3 separate regions of the Zea mays genome follow, and regions 1 and 3 are each linked to region 2. The links are chromatin contacts, called in public Hi-C maps. All regions are on one chromosome and are shown on one strand. Each heading gives the region's core, a stretch centred on a gene start, on an enhancer-like site or on the middle of the called end of the contact. The rest is flanking DNA. Distances are from core to core; before and after follow the strand shown. Region 1 holds the start of LOC103628870 (presequence protease 1, chloroplastic/mitochondrial). Region 2 holds the start of LOC100273763. Region 3 holds the start of LOC542044 (m26 protein).

Evidence for each region. Hi-C and Micro-C count contacts between places; a contact is called where the count stands out from the background.
Region 1: a contact with region 2 is called in a Hi-C map of leaf, with 4 times the contacts expected there. The contact joins the promoter of LOC103628870 here to the promoter of LOC100273763 in region 2. A contact is called at or near these places in 4 of 25 Hi-C or Micro-C datasets (all in leaf).
Region 3: a contact with region 2 is called in a Hi-C map of leaf, with 4 times the contacts expected there. The contact joins the promoter of LOC542044 here to the promoter of LOC100273763 in region 2.

Annotation. Positions count from the first base shown.
Region 1 is chr5:218,040,221-218,043,833 of Zm-B73-REFERENCE-NAM-5.0, reverse strand. LOC103628870 (presequence protease 1, chloroplastic/mitochondrial) reads right to left here and starts at 1,384. Exons shown (of 19, transcript XM_020538705.1): 1 at 776-1,384; 2 at 205-385; 3 at 1-20. The coding sequence starts at 1,067.
Region 2 is chr5:217,579,447-217,583,370 of Zm-B73-REFERENCE-NAM-5.0, reverse strand. It overlaps LOC100273763, which reads right to left and starts at 2,213. Exons shown (of 23, transcript NM_001360436.1): 1 at 2,055-2,213; 2 at 1,776-1,845; 3 at 952-1,650. The coding sequence starts at 1,823. It overlaps LOC103627772 (a long non-coding RNA gene), which reads right to left. Exons shown (of 4, transcript XR_002262548.3): 4 at 3,504-3,838.
Region 3 is chr5:217,886,116-217,889,689 of Zm-B73-REFERENCE-NAM-5.0, reverse strand. LOC542044 (m26 protein) reads right to left here and starts at 1,894. Exons shown (of 8, transcript NM_001111684.2): 1 at 1,482-1,894. The coding sequence starts at 1,663.

The DNA.
Region 1 (3,613 bases), core at 135-2,634, 460 kb before region 2:
GTATGCCAGTTGAATTTTTCCTGGTAATAAACAAAATCTTCTTTACAACACGAAAATAAGCTTACATGCAATGATTCATTCTTTCACTATATGTGCCTAGGGCTGCCCAGCTCATTTTTTGTACAGCAAATCCTACGTCTAATGGAGATCGGAATACTGATTTACCATAGACAAAACAAAGAAACAAGGATTAACTGCACTTACGGAGGGGTACGGAAAACAATGCCAAAAACTTTATTCTCATCATCATTTGACACAGACATTACTTCAGCACCCGTCTTCTTGTGCTTGTAAAGAACAGCAATTGATTTGCACTCATCTATAGTCTGTTCAGAGACCTTTTCAAATCCGAGCTTTGTGGCATACTCATGTACGTCATCTGTATCTGATTATGTCAGAAGAAAGAGGTCACACATTTGATAAGCATATGACCTTGATTTTTTTCAAATAGCAAAAGGATGCGGTTTGAATGATGGTTGCTTTTCAAATAGCATATTATTATCAGCTCCAGCAGCCTCATGTCAACACTTTGAGCAAAAATCACAGAGAAATTGTGTGATTTATGAGCGAAAAAATATCAATCATGAGACCTAAAACAGTACACAAAAGGAAACCCCACCATAGACTAACCATCATTTTCATTCCAAACCAGCTATGCAGTTCGAAGTGATTCAACACATTGCGTCCATTTGCTTCCGCAATTGCAAGTAAAATAGCACACTTCACAACCATTTCCGCTACAGATAGGTTCAAGCAGAAGCAGTTCTGTTCTCACCATAGGGCACGGGAGAGGGCGAGGTAGATACAGCGGAGGCGGACAGCCTCCGCGCGAGCTGGGGCGCAGCGGCCGGCCAGTACCGGCCGGAGCAGTGCAGCGGCGCCGCAGCGACCAGGAATCGCGCGCCGCCGCGGGGCAGAGCCGAGTAGCCGCGCGCCGGGAGTGAGAACGAGGACGCCCGGCGTGCCAAGGATGAGGCCGCGGCAGCGGGCACGACGACGGGCCTGCCCCTGCGGCAGCGGTGTAGGAGGCGGCGGCCTGAGGTGCGGAGCAGCGCCACCCGCTCCATGCCGCAGGTGTCCAGCTTGCCGGTCTGCCTCTGGACTCTGGGGTTCTGGATTGGAGTTAGGGGCGGCGTAGGTCGTTGCTGCGAGTGGGATTGCGATTAGGCTTTCAGTTCCTGGGCTCTCCGTCCGCACTATGGCGAGGTTTTGCTTGGGCTTAAACAAGATGAGGTGGACTGAGGAGAGGTGAAAAATCTTCGATTTTTGTCTAGCTCTTTTTTATGGCTGGGATTGTTCAATGGAATTTCGTGTGGCTGATGGTGAGTTGGCGTGGATTGTGGTACACGCAAAGTGTTCGCGAAATTTGGCGTCGTTTAGACGTGTCTTCACCGTGGACATTGGAGGGACATACAGAGTTTTGCAAGTTTGTCTTGGGTGTTTTGAATTCTACCCTTTTCCACATAATACAAGGCTCATATAGAATTCCAAATACTACCTACCTCTATTCTTAAATATCTATCATTTCCTAATTTATTTTTATATTAAAACACGATAAATATTTGATGGTCACTGAACGCGCTAACGAAAGGGCTCCTAGTCGCGGGGCGCGTTAATTAGTCCGAAGAGATAGGTGCGCCCTAGAAGAACCCGCCCTAATTGAACCATGTGGCAACGAGTCTGTGGCCGGGTTTGGTGGAGCCTGACAAGAGAGAACGGGCATGTCAGGAGGGAACCACTTGAGTGGGTCCCGCGTCCGACCCTGAATTGACCCGCCATAATGACTGACCACATTAACCACGCCTGACACCTCCCCACGGCGTGGGCGTCGATCCACTTTCCACTCATGACCTACGTACCTCTCGGACCGCATAGCACTTATGACCTACATGCCCCTGGACTGCGACGTATTAATAGCCCACGCACCCCTCGTACTGTGCCGCACTTATGCCTATCGAACTAGGCCTGAGTGCACAAACCTCCCGCAAGGTACTACACGACGGACTGTGTCGAGTCCCAAGCTACGGAAGCCAAGGGTCAACATAGACGAAATGATGGCGCCTGAGACCATCACCGCCCCTGTGATAAATTCGTGGCAACCAGGCAGCCTCAGGACCTGCGAGTACGCATGGACTCATCCGGAGTAAAACACTGATTTTATCGTTCCCTTATGGCTCCTTCACGGGAAAGCCATAGCTGACCAACCCCTATCCCCGATCTATAAAAGTGAGAGGCTGACCTCTAGGCAGGAGGAGGGACGGAGAGATCAGCATACGGTGATGAGCCCACAAGAACGAGCAGGAGGAGCGTCGACGAGGACTAGAAGGCTAGAGCCCCTGCCAAGCGAGGACTTATATATGACTCCACCTTACAGCTTCTAAGCTTTACTTTCACCCCGATAAGAGATCTGGGAGCCTCTCCTCACTCTATCGACTGCTTGTAACCCCTACTACAAGTTTGGTCATCAATTGTATCAGTAGCGCAAGGCGTTGATAATTGGATGTAGGGACGTTCTGCCCAAACCAGTATAAATTGTGCACCCTTCGCTTATGTCCTTCGAAGCCTGGAAAACGCACAATAAATTTACTTGTCGGAGCGAGATACGAAACACCGACAACCCTAAACTAGTGTCATATCCTTATTCTCTACATAATTCTCATCATTTTCTTTATAATAATATAATTTACTTCCTAAAATATATGTTTTATGACTTAATTATTGGAGTATATTTTTCTAGATGTTTTAAACAATTTAAATATATAGTATTTAAATTTTTAAGGTATTATTTTGAGTTACCTTGTTAGAGATTCTCTGAGGTAAAGAAAGCAAAAGACAGCAACCATTCTGAAAGTCGCCTAGAGAGGGGATGAATAGGCAGAAACTGAAATTTACAACTTTAAACATAACTACAAGCCGGGGTTAGCGTTAGAAATAAATGTGAGCCCGAAAGAGAGGGCGAAAATAAATCACAAGCAAATGAAGAGAGTGACACGGTGATTTGTTTTACCGAGGTTCGGTTCTTGCAAACCTAGTCCTCGTTGAGGTGGTCACAAAGACCGGGTCTCTTTCAACCCTTTCCCTCTCTCAAACGGTCACCTAGACCGAGTGATATTTCTTCTCAATCAAATGGGTCACTTAGACCCCTACAAGGACCACCACAACTTGGTGTCTCTTGCTTTGATTACAAATGTCTTGAGAACAAGAATGGAGGAAGAAGAAAGCGATCCAAGAACAAGAGCTCAAAGAACACGAGCAAAACTCTCTCTCTAGTCACTATTTGTTTGGAGTGGATTTGAGACTTGGAGAGGTTTTGATTCTTTTAAATTGTGTCTTGTATTGATTGCACTAGCTCTTGTATTGAATGAGATGTCTGAAAACTTGGATGTCTTGAAGTGCTGGTGGTTGGGGGGTATTTATAGCCCCAACCACCAAACCAACCGTTGGGGAGGCTGTCTGTCAATGGGCTCATCGGACAGTCCGGTGCGCCACCGGACACTGTCCGGTGCGCCAGCCACGTCACCCAACCGTTAGGGTTCTGACGGTTTCGACCGTTGGAGCTCTGTCTTCATGGGGCACCGGACAGTCCGGTGCCGCACCGGACAGGCACTGTTCA
Region 2 (3,924 bases), core at 964-3,463:
TAACCTGCTATTTAAATGATCTCAGAAAGATGATTTAGCTGTTTCCTTTGGAGGACATCAGAACCCAGTAAGATATGTCAAGAATCAAGGTAAAAGGCATGTTCCAGGGACATCCAAAATTTTACTAGCAACTTTGGGTGTCGTAGTACACATTGACTATAACCAGAAAAGGAGCAGTTTGAGTCAGTTGAGACTTAGTGCTTATGCTACTTAAACATTCCATATCAATAAATGAAAAAAGAAATAAAAACTCAATTATTTCTGGATCATTCAGAGGCAAAATTCCTTCATGAGCGATCCAAACCATCATCCTAGTAAACTAAATGCATGTGTGTTATCCTTCAGTGGAATCAGGAGTGGCTTACATACACATGGGAACGGGAATGGAATTACTCGAATATAAACATTTAACTATGAAAACCCAAGATAACTCACTGAACCAGCCATGTTTGCAGAAAATTGTGTCTGAAGAATCGATTGATAGAGAATCACCCTGATGTTTTTTACGGTTTTTTTCTTTGGGCCCAGGGGAAGTTGTTGTGACTTTTTTTTACCCAAATTAATACAAAAAAATTGGTAGGGGCCTTCCCTGCCGTGTAGTCAAAAAAAGGAATCAATTGATCAATTAACTAGAGTGTTTGCCAAACCATTTCAAAAATAAAACACATATTGTCTCAGATCCATGTAAATAACTATACTTTGAACATTTGGGTTTTAAAATATTTCTGGGTATATATAAAAAAAATATTGACAACTATGTGATGCTTTCACAACTATCATATTTATTAGGAATATTATTCGTTAAGCGCCATGTTATACTTAGCATTTTCCCACACATTTAAATGCAACCCCAACTTGAAACAAAATGGAACTTACAGATGGTGCTATCACATAGAAAAAGAGTGGGGTAGATGAATGAAAAATCTTTGTAAATAAACAAAGAAAACTAACCAATTTACGTGTTGATTTCACATCCTCTCGAGCGGGGACATGAGCAGAATGGCTGTCATGTTGGTATCGCATCCTCGCTGGAGCTGCTGCACGATTCTTAGGACCCAAATTGTTTGCTTCTCTTCGGGCTGGACCAGTATGGGAGTACTCTGATACATACCCACCCTTGGAGGTCACACCATTGCTCTGCCCTTCCACCTGGCTAGAAAATTCGGAGGTGCCTGGAGATACGGAGTACTCCTCATCAGCATACTCAACGACCCGTGCCTGCGGCCGTCCCAACGGCTGTGCCTTAGCTCTTGGCAGTGCCGTGTCACGCGAAGAGCTCAAGTCCGAGTAGCCATCATCAGTGGAGTAGTAGCTCTGCTGCCCAGGCATGGTGGCGTAGCGGTAGAGGGGAACGGCCGTTCGTCGGGTCACGTCGTCGCGGCGGGGTGACGAGTCGACCGAGTACCTGCCGCTGCAGACCTCGATCTCATCGTTGTCCGACGACTCGTCCATGTCGGATCCCGAGGCGGCGGTGCCGTCGTCGCTGCGCAGCGAGGAGCGTGACAGCGGCACCGTCGCGCCGCGCGGCATGTGGCCGCTCCGAAACTTCTCCGGCGTCGGCATGCCAAGCCCGCCGCGGCCGGCCGCTCCGCGCACGGCACGCAGCGCGTCCATCCGGTCGTGGCTATGCAGCGCCGCCGCTCCCTGGCCCTGCAGACGCATTCCACCAACAACCACCACCAGGGACACACAAAAAAACACGCATCAGAGAACGGGAACCCGAAGCCGCAGCAGCTGAACTCAGCTAGGGCCGGCGGCGCGGCGAGCTCACTCACCTCTCGCACCCACTTGAGGGCGTCGCGATCTAGCCCCTCCGTGAACATGGCCAGCGCATGCGGGTTCCAACTGAAACGGACGAAGAGAACAAAATCGAGCAAAAATCAGAAAAAATCCCGAGCCAGCCGCACCAAATGCGGGTGATTCCCAGACCCGAAAACCCCTCGAAAAATTTTCCCGCAGCCGCAGATTTGAACACGGGAGGAATTTCGGGGGGGGGGGGGGGGGGGGGGGGGGGGGATGGGAGTCGGCTGAATCGTGCAGGGAGAAATGCTTACTTGGGAGCCGAATCTACGCGCGGATTTGTCGCTGGGAGTGACGCGAGCGCCCCGGATTTGAATTTCTTCGGACGAGCGTCGGGACGAACTCTGCGAGCAGCGCAGCGCAGCGCGGTGGCCGACAGCGACGGGAGCGTCGAGCGCGATGGAGTGTACGGGGAGTGGACGAGTGGGGAAGGCGGAGCCGAGCAGGAGGAAAGGGACAAGTACGAGTTTATTAGCTCATGGGCGTAACTAGAAAAAATACTAAAACCCCACTGCCTTCGAATAAACAGGAAAGGGACGGGCGAAACTTTTGCAGTTAGGCCCTCTGTTGGCCCGGTATTACCGTACGGTATCATATAGTATATCATAGAAATGCATTGTTCCTTCTCTTCGAACAAAATAGGCGCATATCAAACAATTGATTGGAGAACAACGCTGCCAGTTTAACACGCGGTAATTTTACTATCTTTTATTACTCCGTATATTATATATATACGGTGCATAGGTGATTAGGTGCAGTAACCGTCCCCAAGTTATGCAAGCAATAGCATTTATCCTGAGCAAAGAGGGGCCTATATGCGAAAAAGCGCCCCAACGATAGCTGGCCCATTCTCTTTTGGCCGACGGTTTCCTTTCTTTCCGTTGAGCCTCGCCGTAGGCCACAATAGCCCTGTTTGTTTCGGCTTCTGGCAGCTTCTGGCCACCAAAAGCTACTGCGGACTGCCAAACGCTCAGTTTTTCAGACAGCTTCTATAAAATTCGTTGGGGGCAAAAACCATCCAAAATCAACATAAACATATAATCGGTTGAGTCGTTGTAATAGTAGGAATTCGTTACTTTCTAGATCCTGAGCCCTATAAACAACTTTATCTTCCTCTACACGTAATCGTAATAATACTTAGATTCTCCCCACAGCCAGATTCTCTCCACAGCCGGATTTTCAGAAAAGTTGGTCAGAAAAAAGCTAAACCAAACAGACCCATGTGGAGAGTCGCTCGGAATCAGCTGCGTTCACCGACCGAGCGGAGCAGCGTTGACGACGTCAGGGCGCGCGCGGCAACGTCGGGGGAACAGGGGCCCTCCCGTAACGGTCGAAACGTTAGTGGTGACCGGGTTGGGACGTCGTGGGCCCGTGGCGGTGGTGGGCAAGAGCTAGCTGTGCTACTGTGGAGGAGAATGACCGAGTGGAGTGGGGTGGACTAGATGGAGTTTGGACCGGCCGGCCGAACGCTTGCCTCCTGCCCTCTCCCGCAGCGCACGCTGGTCCGTTCGATCCGGCGGGGCTACACGTGGCGGGCATCGAGGACGGTACATCGCGTGGGCCTCCCGTGTTCTGTGTCTGGGGCGGCGCATGGGGAGCCGTGGGGAGGAGCGGTCACATGGCTGCGGGGGCCGCGTGTCGGTACCTTTTCCGAACGGCGTGGTCGGAGGAGTCATGACCTAAGGTACCGTTTGGTTCAAAAATTTGTAACGTAATGGATAAACGATAACGTTAAATCATATTTGTTTTAGTTCAACCGTAATTAGATATCATACTAAAAATTGATATCAGACTATTTAAACTTATTATCGGCCATAATCGAGTGTAAACCATTACTATTACCCTTTACGTTACATTTCGTGAACCAAACAGCACCTAAATTGTATATCGGGTGGTGGTCTAAAGACGTTTTTGGCCCTGGTGCTGTGGTGCTTCGTGGCAATTGCAGGCTTGCAGCTGGCGACAGAGGTTCTGACAAGCTTCCATGGCTGTTCGCTGCCGGTGGGTTAAAACCATTAGGAATGTTGCAGCTGTAATCCTGCAGAAAAAAACAGAGGTCGATGGATTAAATCGGTGAACATGCGTGCATGTAGGCCCAGGATGGTGGAGAGGGAAGAGGTTGTG
Region 3 (3,574 bases), core at 645-3,144, 310 kb before region 2:
AAAAAAAATAGCCATCTGCCCGTGTTTTACTACGATTTTTATATATTATATAAATAAGTACTGATATATTTATTTAAATATAATTATTGTTTATTTCTAAACACTAATATATGTGTGGTCAGTTGGTTAGCCCAAAATTTCTAGAGCAGAGGGACGTGGGTTCGAGTGCTAGCTCTGCACTATTTTTATATAATTATTGTTTATTTCTAAACACTAAGATACACGTGGTCTGCGTGGGCGGCGTTGGGGGTGGGCCCAGAATGTCAACGCGGAAGGTAAAGTCGTGGTATGGCTTGGCTTACTATCATTCATGTACATACAAACTAAAAGCAAATAATAGCTTCACAGTCTACCTTAGACTATCTCCAGCAGCTTTTCTATTCCACCTTATATTTTAAAGGTAACTCTATAAATAGTGCAATGCTGTCTATACTGCAAAAATAGGTTTTTGTGTGGTCATATGCAAGATATGCTGGACACAGACTTAGCCAACAGAATCTGGAGAAATTAAGTGGTATAACAAGAATTCGGCCATAACATCTAGGCAAGGCCGTAAAAATTATTACTCTGGGGAAGGCTTCCCTTTGAGCAAACATTGCCAAAAGAATCGGTGACCAACTATATATAACGTGTAAAGAGTAGCATATGATTTAACTACACAAACAATTTCAGATTAAACAACAGTAATTGCATACGATTAAACAACAGTAATTGCATACTAACCAACAGTAGGTAGCACATAATTTAGCAAGAAATACAAAGTTCTATAAGGCCAACCAACAGTCCTTTAGTTGCAGCAAGAAAGAATCGCACAAAGCACGAGACCCCTCTTTTAATCACTAGGTATTGCAACGCCACCCAGCACCACATGAAATCACAAGGACAGTCGTACGCAATTGGCAGCAGAAGTGACTTTTACCCCAACCGCGCGCAGAACTGGCAAGGTCGCACTCGCACGCTTCCAAACACAATTAACTCTACACACTGATACGCACAGCAAATAACAGGTGTCACAGTGCTGGCAGGGGCAATGGAGATGTCCAATCGGAAAAAAAAACAGGAATAAAAAATAATCTGCAAGCACACATGTGGAAACTACAGTTAGTAGAATGCAGATTAAAAATCCCCACTACTCACTACTACCATTTTCATGGACACTCAGATGCAGCAACGTGCGCGCCCTCAGACCTAACCCAGAACATCATTCCAAAAGCTTCACTTACGTGTAAAAAGTTCGATACAAAACCGATCAATAGTTCAATACTACCGCGTGGTCTCTAGGTGGAGAGGAAACCAGACGAAGCAGAAGTATCACGCGGCGGCCGGAACCCGAACCCTAGCAAGCCGGATCTTATGAGATACAACGACTCGGAAGGCGTGTGGAGGGAGGACAGCTGGTAGATCTGTGGAAACACGGCGGCGCGTGTGTGGAAGTGATGCGGGGTAGACGGGCGCGGGGAGCGTGTATACTGTATACGCACCTGGAGCTGGCGAACTGGGAGAGCTTCCCCGTGGAGGAGAAGACTATGAGCGCGACGTCGGCATCGCACAGCACGGAGAGCTCCTGGGCCTTCTTGAAGAGGCCGCGGCGGCGCTTGGAGAACGTGACCTGCCTCGCTGCCGCGCTCTCTATCCTCTTTATCTCCCGCCTCTCCCTCGCCATCCCCGCCGCCGGTCGCTCTCAGTCTCAGTCTCAGGCTCTCAGCTCCGTGGACGACGCAGACACTCGGCCGCCGAGAGGCGAAGCCCAGAGGCGACCCTCTCCAGTCCCCACTCGTCCCACGGGCCGGGCGGAGGTGGACGAGCAGCGAAGCCAACCGGCGGCGGGAGGAAGTCGTGGTTGTGATGCGGTGGGATGCGAGAGAGGAGGAGAGCGAGAGGAAAAGCCAAGGAGAGGGCCAGGGGATTTGCTCCTATTGGCAGGTCGGCGTAAATAAACCCAGCCAGGCACGGGCGCACGACCCACGCGATTACCCACATGATCCCCGCGAATAAACAAAGCATAAAAACTGTGAGAGCGGAAGCGGAAGTTGGGGGAATGGCTACGGGGCCGGCCGGCCCAGTCATTGTTTATGCTCCCCTCGTCACACGGAACGGCCGCGGCGGGGCCCAGCCAGGCGCAGGCAGTAGACGAGGGCGGCGTAGCCCGCGTAGGGATGGTGCCAAGCAGGCGGTGTTCCTGAAAAGGAAAGGGAGTGAGGGGTGGCCGGGTGAGTTGCCGGTCCAGAACAGTACAGTACAGCCTGTAGCAGGCGGCCGCGTGTGCTCGCTGCGCGGTGACGGTGCTCTCTCTCTGCTACTAGCTGGCTGGCCTGCCGTGGTTTCAGCCTCAGGCTCCTGCGCGACGTGGGAAATCAAGGAGAAAGCCGGCGGTGGTGGAGGTGTGAAGGAAGAGAAAGAAGATGCTGCTGCTGCGCCTGCGCGCGGCCGCAGATTGGGGGTGACCTTCGATTGGTGATTGGGGGTGGCCGCGTACTGCTGTAGCCGCCCGGATTCGCTGTTCCGGCCCGATTCTGTGGCGCACCGGCACCGCTGTGCAGCGCCACGCCGCGCCGCAGCGCGCCAGCGCCCCGCCGCCCCGGCCGGATCTCGCGCAGATTTCCTCTCGGCATGCGTCATCAGTGAACACTCGTCGGCAGGTTGTTGCATTGATTATTACCCTCCCCCCGCCCGCCTCCGGGGTTTCGCTCAGCTTTTGGTCTGGGTAATCATGGACACGGATGGTTTGCTTGTTCCGTTTGATTCTGGGGGCGTATGAGCGTATCGGTCAGTTCTTGACAAGTTTCGTTCTGATTCCACGTAGTGTCAGTACCAAACAACCACACCAATCGTGTATGAAAAGCAAAGTCACATCAACGTGAGATATGGTTTGGTGGTGTCTGGTGTGTGTGCATCGATAAGTCGAAACAATAAGTGGTTAGCCGATAGGGTATGTGCACATTTTTTTTATAGGACATGAGGGGCGAGCCTCTACTGAAATTTTATTAAAACTTTAAAACAACAGAGTTAGAAGCATACAGGAAGATATATTACAAAAGGATAAAATTGGCGGAATCTACTGCCAATGTTGAAGCCATTCAGAATAAAATTGGCGGCATGTGCACATTAGAGGCACCTAAACAGTTTTCTAAGTATAAGAGGTAGATAACAAAATTGTATGATATAATTCTGAACTTTTAGATCATAAAAACAGTTAAGACATAATATAAAAATGTTTCAGACTCCTCTAACCTTATAAAATTTAGTAAAGTTAGTGGAGCTAGAGTTGTGAACCTTTAAAAAACAATTAGACATGTCATTTTGTTTATTATTTTGATTAAAAAATATTTTTAAACTATTTAGTTTAAATTATAAACTACAACTCTACATTGGAGTTGGAATCTCGAGCAGTCTCAGACACTACCATATATGAAGAGTTGTATAGAGTCGGTATCTTCGTGAAATGTCTGTCTCTTGTTTTTTTCCATTTACTCCAGAGACCTGTCAAGACTCAAGAGCCTCATATTAAACGAGGGTTATATATGCCCTAAGGAGCATGAAAACAGTGTCATCTTTTTCTGTTTAGTTAGTTTAG